Regions from separate parts of the Mus musculus genome. Here all the other regions are linked to region 3. Evidence: chromatin contacts called from public HiChIP or PLAC-seq data. All regions are on one chromosome and are shown on one strand. Each heading gives the region's core, a stretch centred on a gene start, on an enhancer-like site or on the middle of the called end of the contact. The rest is flanking DNA. Distances are from core to core; before and after follow the strand shown.

The links. HiChIP or PLAC-seq counts read pairs in DNA pulled down with a chosen protein or histone mark.
Region 1: a contact with region 3 is called in an HNF4G HiChIP or PLAC-seq map of pancreatic cancer cells. The contact joins the promoter of Bora here to the enhancer-like site in region 3. A contact is called at or near these places in 6 of 39 promoter capture datasets (the 3T3-L1 cell line, the HPC-7 cell line, cranial neural crest and 3 more) and 8 of 115 datasets of contacts at active chromatin or transcription factors (astrocytes, craniofacial prominence, embryonic limb bud and 4 more).
Region 2: a FOXA1 HiChIP or PLAC-seq map of pancreatic cancer cells shows a contact between it and region 3. The contact joins two enhancer-like sites. A contact is called at or near these places in 1 of 484 Hi-C or Micro-C datasets (nephron progenitors), 2 of 115 datasets of contacts at active chromatin or transcription factors (neural progenitor cells and pancreatic cancer cells) and 2 of 9 other capture datasets (embryonic stem cells and liver).

Annotation. Positions count from the first base shown.
Region 1 is chr14:99,044,151-99,048,652 of GRCm38.p6, forward strand. Bora (bora, aurora kinase A activator) reads left to right here and starts at 2,227. Exons shown (of 12, transcript NM_175265.5): 1 at 2,227-2,530; 2 at 3,151-3,318. The coding sequence starts at 3,166. Mzt1 (mitotic spindle organizing protein 1) reads right to left here and starts at 1,986. Exons shown (of 3, transcript NM_175245.4): 1 at 1,844-1,986. The coding sequence starts at 1,913.
Region 2 is chr14:99,171,996-99,176,467 of GRCm38.p6, forward strand. The region is part of intron 10 of Pibf1 (progesterone immunomodulatory binding factor 1); the gene reads left to right. Among named protein-coding and RNA genes, the nearest start is that of Dis3, 74 kb to the left of the region's middle. Within about 2 kb of position 2,341, at least 32 of the 459 cell types and tissues checked have an H3K27ac peak or open chromatin away from gene starts, as enhancers often do. A contact at or near this core is called in pancreatic cancer cells, where this site is marked.
Region 3 is chr14:99,896,368-99,900,813 of GRCm38.p6, forward strand. It overlaps Klf12 (Kruppel-like factor 12), which reads right to left. Exons shown (of 7, transcript NM_010636.3): 6 at 3,715-3,872. Among named protein-coding and RNA genes, the nearest start is that of Gm22970, 120 kb to the left of the region's middle. Within about 2 kb of position 1,399, at least 16 of the 459 cell types and tissues checked have an H3K27ac peak or open chromatin away from gene starts, as enhancers often do. A contact at or near this core is called in pancreatic cancer cells, where this site is marked.

The sequences.
Region 1 (4,502 bases), core at 977-3,476, 850 kb before region 3:
TTTGTACTTTGTGACATTTGGATGCAGATGGGAAGCTCTTCCTGGTCACAAGCTCCTTGACACCTCTCAATCCGACCCAAGTTCTCAGGACAAAGGTTAATAGAAGCATCTTAGCTCCCCACACAGCGGGTGCTTCTCCATCCTGGGATGGCAGATGGTGCATTTCTGCAGAGCAATGCGCTTCCTCAAAAGCCTCAAAACCCCACCGTGGTTCCCTCCTGCTCCTGTCGTATAGGGAAAACCTCTCTTCCATCGATAGAGACTTCCTTGTCTTGTTTGTGAGTGTACGGCTGGGAAAAATCATATTCCTCCCACAACATGTGCAAAGTTACATACCTGCTTGCCCTCGAAATTGAAAAGAACACTTTACAGGTGAGTCCCACTAACCTAGCAACCACTGACAGGAAAAGCTTAAAGTCACTGTTAGTAACCTGAAATGAGCAAAATGATAAGGAGAAAAAAATTTGAGCTTCAAGAAAAACTGCTATCAAAGGAAGATCCAAACTGAAAATTTCATGCTGGTTCTTTTACAATGACTTAAATGGGCTAAAACCTCACACATACTCTTACTTCGTTAAAAAAGCAAACAAACTTCTTAAATGTTTTTATACTGTGTACTTTTTACTTTACAACACGTTCTCTCACAAAAGGTTGGGATGCAAAGCCTTAGCCCTCACAGCAGGCCCACCAACTTAACCAGTTCTCTTCAGACACTACTCACAACACACACTGGTGCACCCAGCACCCCATGGACGCTCCAGAGGCAAAAAGAGAAGCTCAGGAACTTGAGGTCACTCTAGGCTACACAGGCAAGAGTCTTATCTCAGAACAACACAACCTAAAAACCACAACGGTACCCTTGTGTACATACATTTATTTTTACAAAACAATAAGCCGTGGAACATCTAAGATGAAAGAAAAAAGAAAAAAAAAAAAGACAGGCTGGAGACAGAAAAAGAACAATGTGGCAAACAATTAGGTGGGGAAAACCACTGCAAAGCGTAAGGTTATCTTTTGAGAAAGATGTTGAGGGGGTAACCTCTGGAAACCATCAAAGCCACTGCCAAAACAGACATGTAGAACCACACGTAGATGGAAACGTGTAAAATTAAGACAAAGAAAGATGCTTGCTAACGCAAAAGAAAAAGCAAATAAAACCGATCACTTGACACACACTTTACCTGGCTGTCTTATTTTAAATACCCGGAGCTACAACTTTATTTTATTGTTTACGAATAATAGTTACTTTCTAAGTGTTGGGTCCGAGAGGGACAAAGCTGCAGAACCATAGCAGAGAGAAGGGAACTCTGAGACTTATTTCTGTACCTCTGGGTGCGCTCTACCTATCAGGCAGCGGGCGCGGACACACCCACAACCGCGGTCACCCGTGTCGCCCGATCTAAGGAGTGGGAGATGGTGACGGGGAGTGGTGCTCAATCACTGGAAACAAATAACCCGTTACTGAAACGCCTGGGCCCCGGAACTGAGCTCACCGCGTGGACAAAAAGGTCCACGACCCCTTTCGCCCCGGGTCCCCAGGCCACGAGCACGCGCCAGACACGAGCAGGCGCCAGACACTTGGCGGGTCGCGTGGCCCCAGGATGGGCTCGCAGGCAGCGGTCGCGAGGCCTGGAACGCCCCGCGCGCGCCAAACTCCGCCGCAGCGGAAGACCGGAGCTCTGGGGCCGCCAGCTTCGAGGTCGCGGCGGGTCCCCTTCCCCGTCCCCTCGCAGGATACCGCCGAGGCCGACGCGGGGACCGTGGGGCCCTCTACGACGCCTCCATCCGGGGGCTCGGCGCCGGGAAGCGCAGGCCCGGTCAGACGAGAACGACGCGCACTCACCGTCCATGGTCTCCCTCACCGCGTTCAGGTTGGCCGAGGCCGCCGCGCCCGGGCCGCTACCGCTCGCCATGGAGAGGAGAGGCCCCCGCCCCGGTGGGAGAAGGCCTGACCCGGAACTGGAGCGCCCGCCGCCGCTCGGCCCCGCCCACACACCGCGCGGCGGCGCTCGCACCGCCCAGGCCACGCCCCCGCCGCCCGGGCCACGCCCCCTCGCGCCGAGCGCCGAGCGCCGACGCCGGACCGCGTTGATTTGAATTTGGAGCCTCGTTCCCTTGCGCGGAACGTAGAGCGAGGAGTTAGCGTTCGAATTCACCCGGCCGCCTCGACGCCATTGGCTGGTTCGCGGACGGCGGTGGGACGCGATTGGCCGGTGACCTCTCCCCGCCCCGCGCCCTGGTTGGCCGGAGAGCACGGAGGGAGTTAAAGAGTCGGCGCCTGGCGTGGGCATCTGCAGGGTGATGCTAGAACTTCCACGTTGCCCACGAGTGTAGGTACGTTCTCCGTGGCCCCAGGCCTGGACTCCTGCTTCGAGGTGGACCGCTCTGGTTTCCTGGCCCCAGACGTACCTGTGAGCTCGCCTAGGTGTGAAGGGGAGCAGAGAGAGAGGGCGCCTGGACACTGAATGGTCGCTGGAAGTGACGTCTCTGCTGTTTCCGAGGGAGCCCGCTCAACTTTGATCTTACAAAAGTAAATTCTTTTCTTTTCTTCTTCTTCACCCCCGCCCCCATCTCCCTTCTGGCTGTAACCCTCTTTGGAAGGAATGCAGCGTGCCTTTGGATCCCGGAGGGGGAGTGCTCTTTAGGAAAAGTAGTTTAAATCCCCACCTGGGTCCAGCCTGTCACTCACCCTGTTCAAGTGAGGACTAACGTGCCAGTAGTAAAAATTGCAGTTCTGTGTGGAATTACTTGGGTATCCGGACGGTGTTCGTACGGTTTTGTCTTGAGATGATGAATAAGGAAAACGATAAATAGAAGTCGTTTGGTTGGAAAGGCACTTATTTTTGGTGTAATCAGATTGGACCAGAGCCCACTCATAACCGGTTGGCTGCTTCATATATGCCGCATAACTTCCGTGCATGCGTTGCTTCCTCTGAAAAAGTGATAGGAGCATTGCCGTACCTTCCCCAGCTCCCAAGGCTCGGCTCCGGATCATCTGAGAAAACGTGCAGGGCTGATTCTCCTTTGTAAACCATAGAAACTTAACCCCAAGAGGATTCGATTTGGAGTGAGATGTTGAATGTATTTTGTCGGGATTAATATCTATGATATTCAGTAATTTTAATATGTGTACTTTTGATTTCTTTCTAGTTTGCTTCCTGGGCTATGGGAGATGTCAGCGAATTAAAAATGCAAATAACACCAGAAACTCCAGGAAGGATCCCTGTTTTAAATCCCTTTGAAAGTCCCAGTGATTATTCTAATCTCCATGAACAAACCCTTGCTAGTCCTTCTATCTTTAAGTCCACAAAACTACCAGTAAGTTTCTCTTGCCTAGTGTTTACAAGTGATTTTAAGTGAAAGTAACTACAAATAATTTTAAGTGTAAATACAAGAAGAAGATGGCACCTAATCTTGTAATGGTTCTTTGAGCAGACATGATCTGAGCGCTCTTATGCAGGAGGTCGACATCCAGGAACTGCCCACACCAGCACAGAAACAGCACACAGGCTTTACAAGTTAGCTGGTCACAGCTGAGCTACTCATATATACCTCAGACCAAAGACAGCAGCCAAGACCAATATGGAGACAAACATGCCACGCTCTAGTAACGAATTATGGACACAGAAATGTGAATTTCTTATTATTTTTCTGTCATAAAATAGTGATACCTTTGTTTCCTTTTGCCCAGCCATTTGAAAACGTTCAGCCCTAATAAAGCTTGTGGTTATTATAAAAGGGAGCAAAGTCCTGCACTGTTGGAAAAAAAAAAAAAAAAAACTCAGCAAAATGAGCAATTTTGAAATTGTAATGCGTAGCCGGGTGTGGTGGCACACTCCTTTAATCCCAGCACTCGGGAGGCAGAGGCAGGCGGATTTCTGAGTTCAAGGCCAGCCTGGTCTACAAAAAGTGAGTTCCAGGACAGCCAGGGCCACACAGAGAAACCCTGTCTCGAAAAACCGGAAGAAAAAAAATTGTAACGCATGTGCTATGAATAATATTAACCAGAAGGAGGGAACATAGGAAGTGTGTTCTTCAGGAAATCAGGGTTGCTTGTTTTTACTTTGCTACACTGGCAAGGCTCTTTTGATTTGTTAAGCACACTTTCCTAGAAAAGCTGTAAAGCAAGGTGCGTTGGCTGCTTTGATGTCAGCTTGACTTTAAGCTCAAGTCTCAGACTCCGTTGAGAAGATGCGCCCATTAGATTGCATTTCAGCCAAACCTGTTGGACATTTTCTTGATTAAAACTTAGTATAGGCGGGCACAGTGTATTGTGGATGGTCCCATTGACAGGCTGGTAGTCCTGGGGTCTGTAAGAAAGCAAGCTGAGCCAAGCCATTAAGTAGCACTCCTGAGGTCCTACTCAGGATGCCTCAGGTCCTCCTTCCAGGTTCCTGTCCTGTTTGAGTTCCTGCCCTGACTTCCTTCAGTGGTGACCAGTAATATGGTTTAAGCCAGATCAGCCCTTTTCTCCCAGAGTTGCTTTTGGTCGTGGTGTTTCA
Region 2 (4,472 bases), core at 1,091-3,590, 720 kb before region 3:
CTCACTCACTAAGTTGTCCATGCTGACTTCAGACCTGTAGTCCTCCTGCCTCCTGAGTACCTGGGGCAGCTGGGATACCAGCAAGTCTAGTGGTGGTTTTAGATCAGTCCCTCTGTTGGTGTAGCCCGGTCTAAACACACAGTGAAAGGACTGTGGGATGTAGCTGAGTGTGAGGCACAGATACAGTAAATGCTCTTGGCTCAAAGGAGCGTTCAGGCTGAAATGGTCAGTGTTGTCATGTTTCCCAAAAAGACAGACTAGACAGCAGCACACCATTCAAATACTGTTATAAATGTTTTACCTTAAAAGTTTTGTCCTTCATGCTCTGGTTTATTTTAAAACAGCATTCCTTTCTTGTATTTCTTTCAGTTAAGTACTTTTATCTTCACATACCCGGAAAACCTCTTTTTCTTTGCCTCAACTTTACTAAGTTATTACCAATATTACTACATAGTGTTTATTTTATTAATGCCCTTACAATTTTATTTGATCATGATATGATAGATGCATCGAATTACTCTAAATGCGTGCTTGAAATTCTCATAAGTCCATGGTACAGTTGTTAAACATACTCAGCGTTTTTTAACTCGGCAAAAACCATCTCTCACATTCATTTAAGAATTAGTTTGTAAGCCAAAAATGACAGATGTAGTATTACAGCTGGGAAGCTAACTGGTTGAAGAAATGTAAATGACAGAAACATTTGCACAAATATGCAACCGCCTTTCAAATGCTTTTCTTGTACCCTGTAGCAGTCATTGTTGCCACGTTGACGGGAGTTTTTCTTACCTGATTGCTTTTCAGTTGGAAAATTCCATAGTGCAGCAGGGAAGACCTATGTGACCAGAGCTTTGTGTTTGTGCTTAAGCTCCTGTCATTGCTCCTGCAATTCTCAATAAAATGCTTGACCTGCTTTCTAGGTAGGTTTAGAGGAAAGTACAATATCACATAGTGTTTTCTATTTTAACATCAGCATGAAGTGAATCCCTATAAACAGTAATTATTTTTTAGTCTTAGTTTGAGTTTTTTGAGACAGTATTTCAAATACCTCAGGCTAGCCTTGAACTCACTATGTAACTAAGGATAACCCTAAACTCCTGACCTCCCTGCCTCTACCTGCCAAATGCTGTGATTATAGGTGTATACCACCAGGGCTGGCTATATATAAAGTCAAAACAGATCATTTAAATAAAAATACTTAATATCTATTTTTAAAATTTGCCTTATCAAAAATTGAGTTGCTTTTTATAAAATTACCTCTAAATCAAGCCGTATGAGGTAAATTTTCCTTCTGCCCTCCTTTACCAAGATATCCTTTTACAATCCTATTATATTTTAGGATATGTTCCTCTTTCTCATAACTTAAGTTGTTGTGAGGATAGTGACCTCCACGCCTAGTATCTTACTGTGTGTGAAGATATGAATCGGTCTTCTCCTTTGAAAAGAAGTATCTCAGAGCATGAGGAAACAAATGAGGATATTCTCTACTAAAGTTAGAGCATTAGTGGCTCACAAGCTTTAATCTGTGCCGACGCTGCTTGGTGGGGTCCATGGAGCAGCCTGGTTTCTTAAGACATGTATTTTGGTTTGGGGAATGTTGAGATGATTCAGAAGGAAGCTCATCATTTTAGGCAAATAAACCAGGGCTGTTTGGTAAGAGGGAACTAGGCGAGAAATGGGGGGTGGGGGGCTAAAGGTCTGATGTAGAGGATCTTCTTCTAATACAGGCGAAAATCATAACACAGATGAAAATACCACTGGGAAAAGGACTCACTGTGGAAGGTTTTGTTTTGCTGTGCGGGGTGTGCATGCATGCATATATGCATGCCTGCGTGTGTTTTCCTGAGGACTGAGTGAACACTAGGCAAGTCCTCCACTACTAAGTAGATGTCTTCAACACATAAAAATACTTTTGTAATTTACATCAAAGGGAAAGCTGGCAGGCACTATTTGAAGGTTTAATTCATAAAATATACATAGCAAGTATTTTATAGGTACATTTTATATGAAAATATTTGTGAAGATATGGGGAAGCTATAATTTATATGCTTCTAGTAGCATTTTAAGTTGATATAGCTATTAAGTTAAGTTGTACAGTATACCAAAGGGTTCTTTTGTTTGTTTGGGGGGCGTTGTTTGTTTCTTTTTGAGACAGGGTTTCTCCATGTCGCCCTGTATGTCCTGGAACTGTGTAGGCAAGGCTGGCCTTGACTCAGAGATATGCCTATTCTGCCTTCTAAGTGCTAGGATTAAAGGTGTGTGCCACCACACCCAGCTAGTGTACCAACATCTCTGTGACCCGGCAGAGCTACTTGAGGATTGGAGCATTGACTTGTGCTTAGCAGGCAGTTACTGCAGTGTTCTCTGGAGCAGTGCAAACATCCACAGCATGTCTGTCAACAGCACTCTGTAAATGTTTCTCAGCTTAGAATTAGCAAATGAGATGAAATGAATCATGACTGTATTCACATTGTAAACTAATGTAAAAGGAATGAGCTTCAGACATAAAGTAGTCCAAGGCACATAAACTGGAAAGGGGGTTGTAGATAAAGAAGAGTAATGCAGTATGATGCCATCTGTTTAACAAAGGAGACTGGAGTCCGTCCTATACGTGACACATGCATGTTTGGGGAGGAGGGAGTGGTTAGAAAGTTACAAAGAAAGCTGGTAACTGATGGTTTCTACAAGGAGAAATGGATTTGAAAGTAGTGGTAAAGATGTCTGTAATGTTTCAAGTTTTTATCCTAAGAATTGATTTAGTTACTTACAGAGTTCAAGAGAAATTTGGTAAATTGCTTGTGCTGTGAAGAAGGCCAATAATGGAAATACAAGCAGCAGTCATCCTGTGAATGAGAGCTGACTCTCATTGTATTAGACAGGTTAGCATCTGCCCTCATCAGCCCATTTCCTACAGTAAATCCACTGAAGGCTGGAGACCCAGGGACACTGGCATGTTGAAGCACAGCCTTCAAGAACAGAATGGTTTTCAGAAGGCTTTGACCCCAATTGCTTGTAGCATTAGAACTAAAATCCCTAGTCAGGATTTCCCAGCCCTCGCCAAGACTGTGAGGCACAGGATTCTTTCTGCTGGCCCATCCATGAAGCCCTGGAAGGCCACCCTCTGCCCTGAGACTGCCTGCCTCATGCTGCCACTGTGCTTAGCTTTGCCAGCCTGCCTGGGCTCAGTAGCTCGCTCCAGCCCTTTCTTTATACTCAGTTGTCCTGCTGTGTACAGACAGATGCTCTATCTCAGCTATCTTATGGCCTGCTTCCAAACAAGACCAGCTGGGAAAGGTCCTACTGTGTGGTCATTTCCTGGTTCTGGTGATTGCATGACTATTACCACTGAATAAAATATATTTTGGGTACTTTGTTGTATACTGCTTGTCTACAAAATGAGATTAGGTCATTGTGCTTCAAATCCATGTCCAGTTTTAATGTAGTATAAGCCATGAATATTTTGTAGACAACGTTTAAAAACCAGTTATTTCTGCTATTTGTCATTTGTTTGAAAAACTGAGATTAAATAAAAGATTCATAATAGGGAGAACGAGGTTCATTAGCAGGGTCCTCAAGTCAGTATTCACTTCCATTCCGTACGGAAGGGAAGGTTGGGAGGTAGACGACAAAGCCCATGCTTCCTGGTACAGTGGCCCTGTGTAATCTCAGCACTAGGGAGACAGAAGAGGAGGATCCCGTTTTCCTACACGGTGAGTTCCAGGGCCAGCCAAACCTAGAAAAGCTCCTCTCTCAAAGAGCTGGAGAGGTGAAAGGTAAAGCAAAACAGGGAAAGGTCTCAGTAAATGTTCCTAGGAATTATGACCTTATTGCAAGATTTTTTTTCCTTTTCTTAATTTGTGCTGGGTATGCTGTGTGCACAATTGTAGGCAGGTAAAAGAGGTTAAGGGACAAATTCAAGAGTTGTTCTTCTGGTGCTATCTATGGGGTTTGTTCTGTTCCGTTGACACACGGTTTTTTAGCTAGCGTGCTAGGTTGCCTGACCAGGGAGCCTCAAAGATCTGCCTTTGTTGGCCTCTCCAGTGCTGGGATTTCCAGCATAGGCCACCCCACCCTGCTCTGTTACATGGGTTCTAGGGATGGCACTTGGGTCGTCATGCTTTGCAGGGCAAACACTATTGTCTGGGCTCTCCCCATAGGCCCAACTTAAGATCAAGATTCCTGCCGTTTAACTTCCTGGCAACCTTCTGCATAATACTGTATTTTCGCTTCTCTTTCCCTTTGTTCTTCTAGCTCTTACATTTCTGTTAAACAGCCTTTCTTTGACTTTTTGTTATTGTTTTAAAGTAGTGTGTAATGGATAGGTGGCGCTTATGAAAACTAAAGAGCTGATTATAAGTATATCATAAGGACAAATGCAGCCAGGTTCCAGGCCCAGATAGCTGTGAGGACAGGTAAGCATTCTGATTCCACTGCTGTGAGGACAGGTAAGCATTCTGATTCCACTGCTGTGA
Region 3 (4,446 bases), core at 149-2,648:
GATGTTAAGTAAGATCCAAGACTAATGTGCAGGAGTAGACCCTTTGGATACAGAGGATTGGCTGTAAGTGATTCCCTGGGAAGGGGATAAATGGATTTGATACATTTTGGGTTTTGAGCTGGAGTTTAGCGAGTATATGTTGCTGCAGACTAGAGGTAGCATATCTACACGAAGAGCCTGCCATATGGAGGTCTCTAGGATTACAACTCAGGGTATTTTCTTTGCATTTGTCATATTCAATCTGCCCATCAATCGACTGGAAAAGATGAAGGAGAGATGGTGTGTGTGTGTGTGTGTGTGTGTGTGTGTGTGTATTATTCAGATCCTTTTGACTTACTGATTTTAACACAATACCGTAAGTCACTACAGTGGGCTTATAATATGTATTTTCTGGATTGGAGAATGTAACATATAAATCCCCAGGCTGCCAACATTACAGCAAGAGTTCCCTGGATCCCCAGAAGTTGCCTCAACCTCACCTCCAGAGCAAGTCATCATTTCAGGGATAGCTCAAACATTACAAGCCTAGGTCTAAAAAATTAATCGGCTTCTATCTGCTACAATGGATAAACTAGATCTCATTGGCAGCATTCCTTGACCTACATGCTCCTAATAGAGTTAACTTCCAGAAGACTTACATATATTTTGTCCACATTAAGAGACTTCCATAAATATCTCTTCCCTCAGTATATAGGGAACACAAACCTTATAAAGACAGCATAAGGAGACAGGTGTGAGCGTACCTAGAAAAGACATGGCTGACAAAATCGGGAGTGTCTGATCTGGAGGTCAGGAGGTACTTCACCATGACCCAGTGAGTGCCAGTCAGTGTCGGAAAAAGTTTGATCAGTTGAGGGATCTCCATCCACCTGGAAGCCCCAAATGGCACCATAAGAGGACAGACAGGACTCTGTCTTAAACTTCCACCCAATGTCTTGCCGATGAACAAGCTGCCGGTGGACGTCCATAAGGAGAGCTGGAAAACCTAGTGTAGGGGCAGCAGTCCTCGTGTGAAAAAGAGCTGTGCAGACTGAACAAGACAAAGGATGTACGAGTGTGTGGAAAACAGCGGAGAAGTGACTTGCTCCTAAGCAAGAGCTCCCTCTAACTAGAAAACATACTCCGTGTTGTGATGTAGAAGGCTACTGTGACCTTGAAAGTCTATGAGGTCATCTTACTAATAACTCAAGCTTACTAATTCTGCTTCAGCTGCCCATGGTTTACGTTGCTTTGAATCATCGTGAATAACTGATGTCTCTTCTACTCGCTTAGTATATGTTAAAACCTGTAAGATGAAATCCAATCGTCCTGGGGAAATACGTTCTTTAATCACACCCGATTAAAAACCCTCCTCTCTTTTGCTCTGTATCACTTGGATGAATAGAATAGGGGTGTGTCTGTGTGAAAATGAGGCTAATATGTATTCCAGAAAGCTCAAGGAGAATAGAAATAGCTCAGCATGTGATGATTCACAGAAGACAATTTCTGTGTGTGTGTGGATAGAAATTTCCCCATAACAACTGGGGCACGGACTCACCACACTTCCGGCTTGTGGGCTTTCATGTCTTTGTGCTCATTTATTTGTCTTAATGACTAAGAATGTGATTTAAAAACAGTCCAATGGGCTGAGAATGGACCTCACTGGTCTATTTATTGGTAGCATGTACATGGCTGTGAATTCAATTCCCAAAACCATGGTAAATCAATATACCACAAAATTAAAAGTAGTGCCTATGAAAGGTGAGAACATCTCATGAGGAAGTGCAAAATCAAGGGGGGGGGGGAGAAGAACACAGAATTAAGCAGAAAGCGGGGGGAAAAGATCGGAAGCAGAGGAGACTCACAGAAGAAACCAAACACAGTAGACGAGCTAATAAAAATTCCAGTTCCTGGCTGGGGATATTGGTCAGGAGGGTGTAAGAGACCCCTAAAACAGTACAGACTACTGACGTTTCTTCTGATTGCCTCCCTGTTTCATTTGAGTTGCCTGCTCAGGACATGTACTTCTCTTGGAAATCACAGGCTGCCAAATAGAAACTCCAGGGCCAGGTATGGGACATTTCTCCCTGACTTGTTGATCAGGGGTATCCAGAGATATCCCCCAAACAATAAAAGCTATCAGTCTTGGTTACCCAGCAGTACTTGATTGTAAGACCCCATTGCTAAAATCATCATATACTTTGGCCGTAGGGCATGCAGAAACCAACTGGGTACCGAGCAGAACACTTACTTCCTGTTGGCTAGCTCTCCTAGTACAGGGAGGTGCTCTGTAGGCTGCTGGGGTGGGGTGGAGTCGTCAGTTGTGCCTTACTCAGTTGAGAACCCTGTGAGCTATAATAATGACCAGCGTGACAAAATATGCTCATGGGTACCATTGTGGAGAGACTTCAATTAAACTCATGAATTTATAGCATGTTGTACCCATTTGCAGTCCCTGTAGATAGCATGCATGATTAATGCTTCTGGCCCATGACTTTGCAAACAGATGTAGTAACATACGCTCAAGAAATGGCAAAGAAGGCCAGTTTAAATGATTTTACAATTTAATCTGGGAAGTGGTTTGCCTTGAGTGGTTATTTTGATATGAGGGAGAATGCGTTTTACACAGTCACACAGGAATCTATTATGCTTGAAGTTTCCCATGAGAGAATCTTGCTGGAGTCTGGTCTGTGTCAACGACAGGTACTTGACAGGACTTGCTGGTTTGTGACCTGTTACAGCAGGGAGGCTATGACTGTCTCCCTGTTTCATCTGCTCCTTTGAATGTCACTGAATTAAGTCACCAGCCACTCAGTAGGGAAGACCAAGTGATGGTGGGTCTTCTTTTGTCTTTTGTTCCTTGCCAGTAGCTCCCATTGAGTGCACTCAGAAGGAACCCAGGGGATGCCAGCTTAGGGCCACACAGCACAAAAAACCCCACATTGTGGCCAATGGCTAATAATGATTACCAGTGCTTTCTAGATGAGTGGGGCATAGGTGTATGGAAGGATAGATAGTTGAGTTGTGGTAAAATTGTGAATTACTTGAGGAATCAATTTCATTTCTCTGTAAATATTGAAAATCCTCTCCCTATGTGACCACCACTACTAAGGAAAATCACACAGGATTTTATGGAACCGATTTTGAAAATACACTTTGAGTTTTAAGTTTATTTCTCTGCTACTTAAGAAGAAGAGTGTTGCCTGGCAGTGGTGTCAATCCTCCACTTTAATCCCAGCACTCGGGAGGCAGAGGCAGGTGGTTCTCTGCGTTTGAGGCCACGCTGGTCTACAGAGTGTATCCCAGGACAACCAGGGCTACACAGAAAAACCGTGTCATAAAAAAACAAAAACAAAACTAAAACTAAAACTAAAATAAAGAGGAAGACAATTGAAAACGGAACACACATGCCCCAAGGATGGTGGTGAATTCAATGTAAACTTGAAGGAAGGGAAGACTTTTGTTCAGCTGGCTGTTTGAAGTGTCCAGTGGATATTTTAAAAACTTAATAAATCATATAATTATTAAGTGGCAAAGCTGATTACCAGAAAGATGTTTAGCTCATTCTGTTCACAACATTTAGAAAAAACAATGTATGCAAGACAGAAGGAATGACCCAAACTCGCTATGTTGAGAAGGTTTCATCATGCACTGATGAGCCCAGGACGAGCTGCTGTCCCTTCCCAGTCCCTGCCTCTCCCCCGTGCCCCGGTAAGAAGCCCATGGGAGCGGTACCTGTGTGTGTTCTCCGGTGTGCCTTCAGGTGAGAACTTTTTGTATAGACTTTGTTGCACCCTTCGAAGTCACATCTGTGGATGCGCCGTTTCCTGGAGTCTGGGGATTCTGATCGTCTCTGGCGTCTTGTGCTCTCAATGCTAAATGGTGAGATTGAACTGAAAAAAAAAAGAAGTAGGGTTACACGAGGAGAAGCCCAGCCCTTGATCCGGGGCCTCAGCAGGCTGAGAACACGGCTGTGGATTCCGTAACCTCATGGGCTCAATGATCATACACACTGCTCTCATCTCCCGGATGTTCCTCACAAGCTAAAGAAAGTAGCATGACTCTTTTCTATTTAAAGATTTCTGGAGAAAGAAAGACAATGTTCACAACAGCAAGCTAGGCACAGTGATACAGGCATGAAATCTCAGCATGTGATTGGCTGAGGCAGGAGGTGCCAGAGCTGGAGGCTAGCCTGGGGTACATGATAAAACACCCAAGCCCACCAAGTCAGTCTCATGCAACAAACTTCAAAAGCAAGTGTCAGCAGAGGCAAGCAAGAAAATACCCCCTGTCCGTGCTAAAGTAGCAGCTCAATTTGCTAAGTCTAAATAGCCTTTCTAGAGAATGTTTTGGGAAGCCCCACTGTAGATAAGGTCAATACAGCCATATTTAATGAGAGCAAGTGGCGTCTGAGCTGCATGTAGCATATACAACCATGCAAATCACAGCACACATTGTAAAACAATT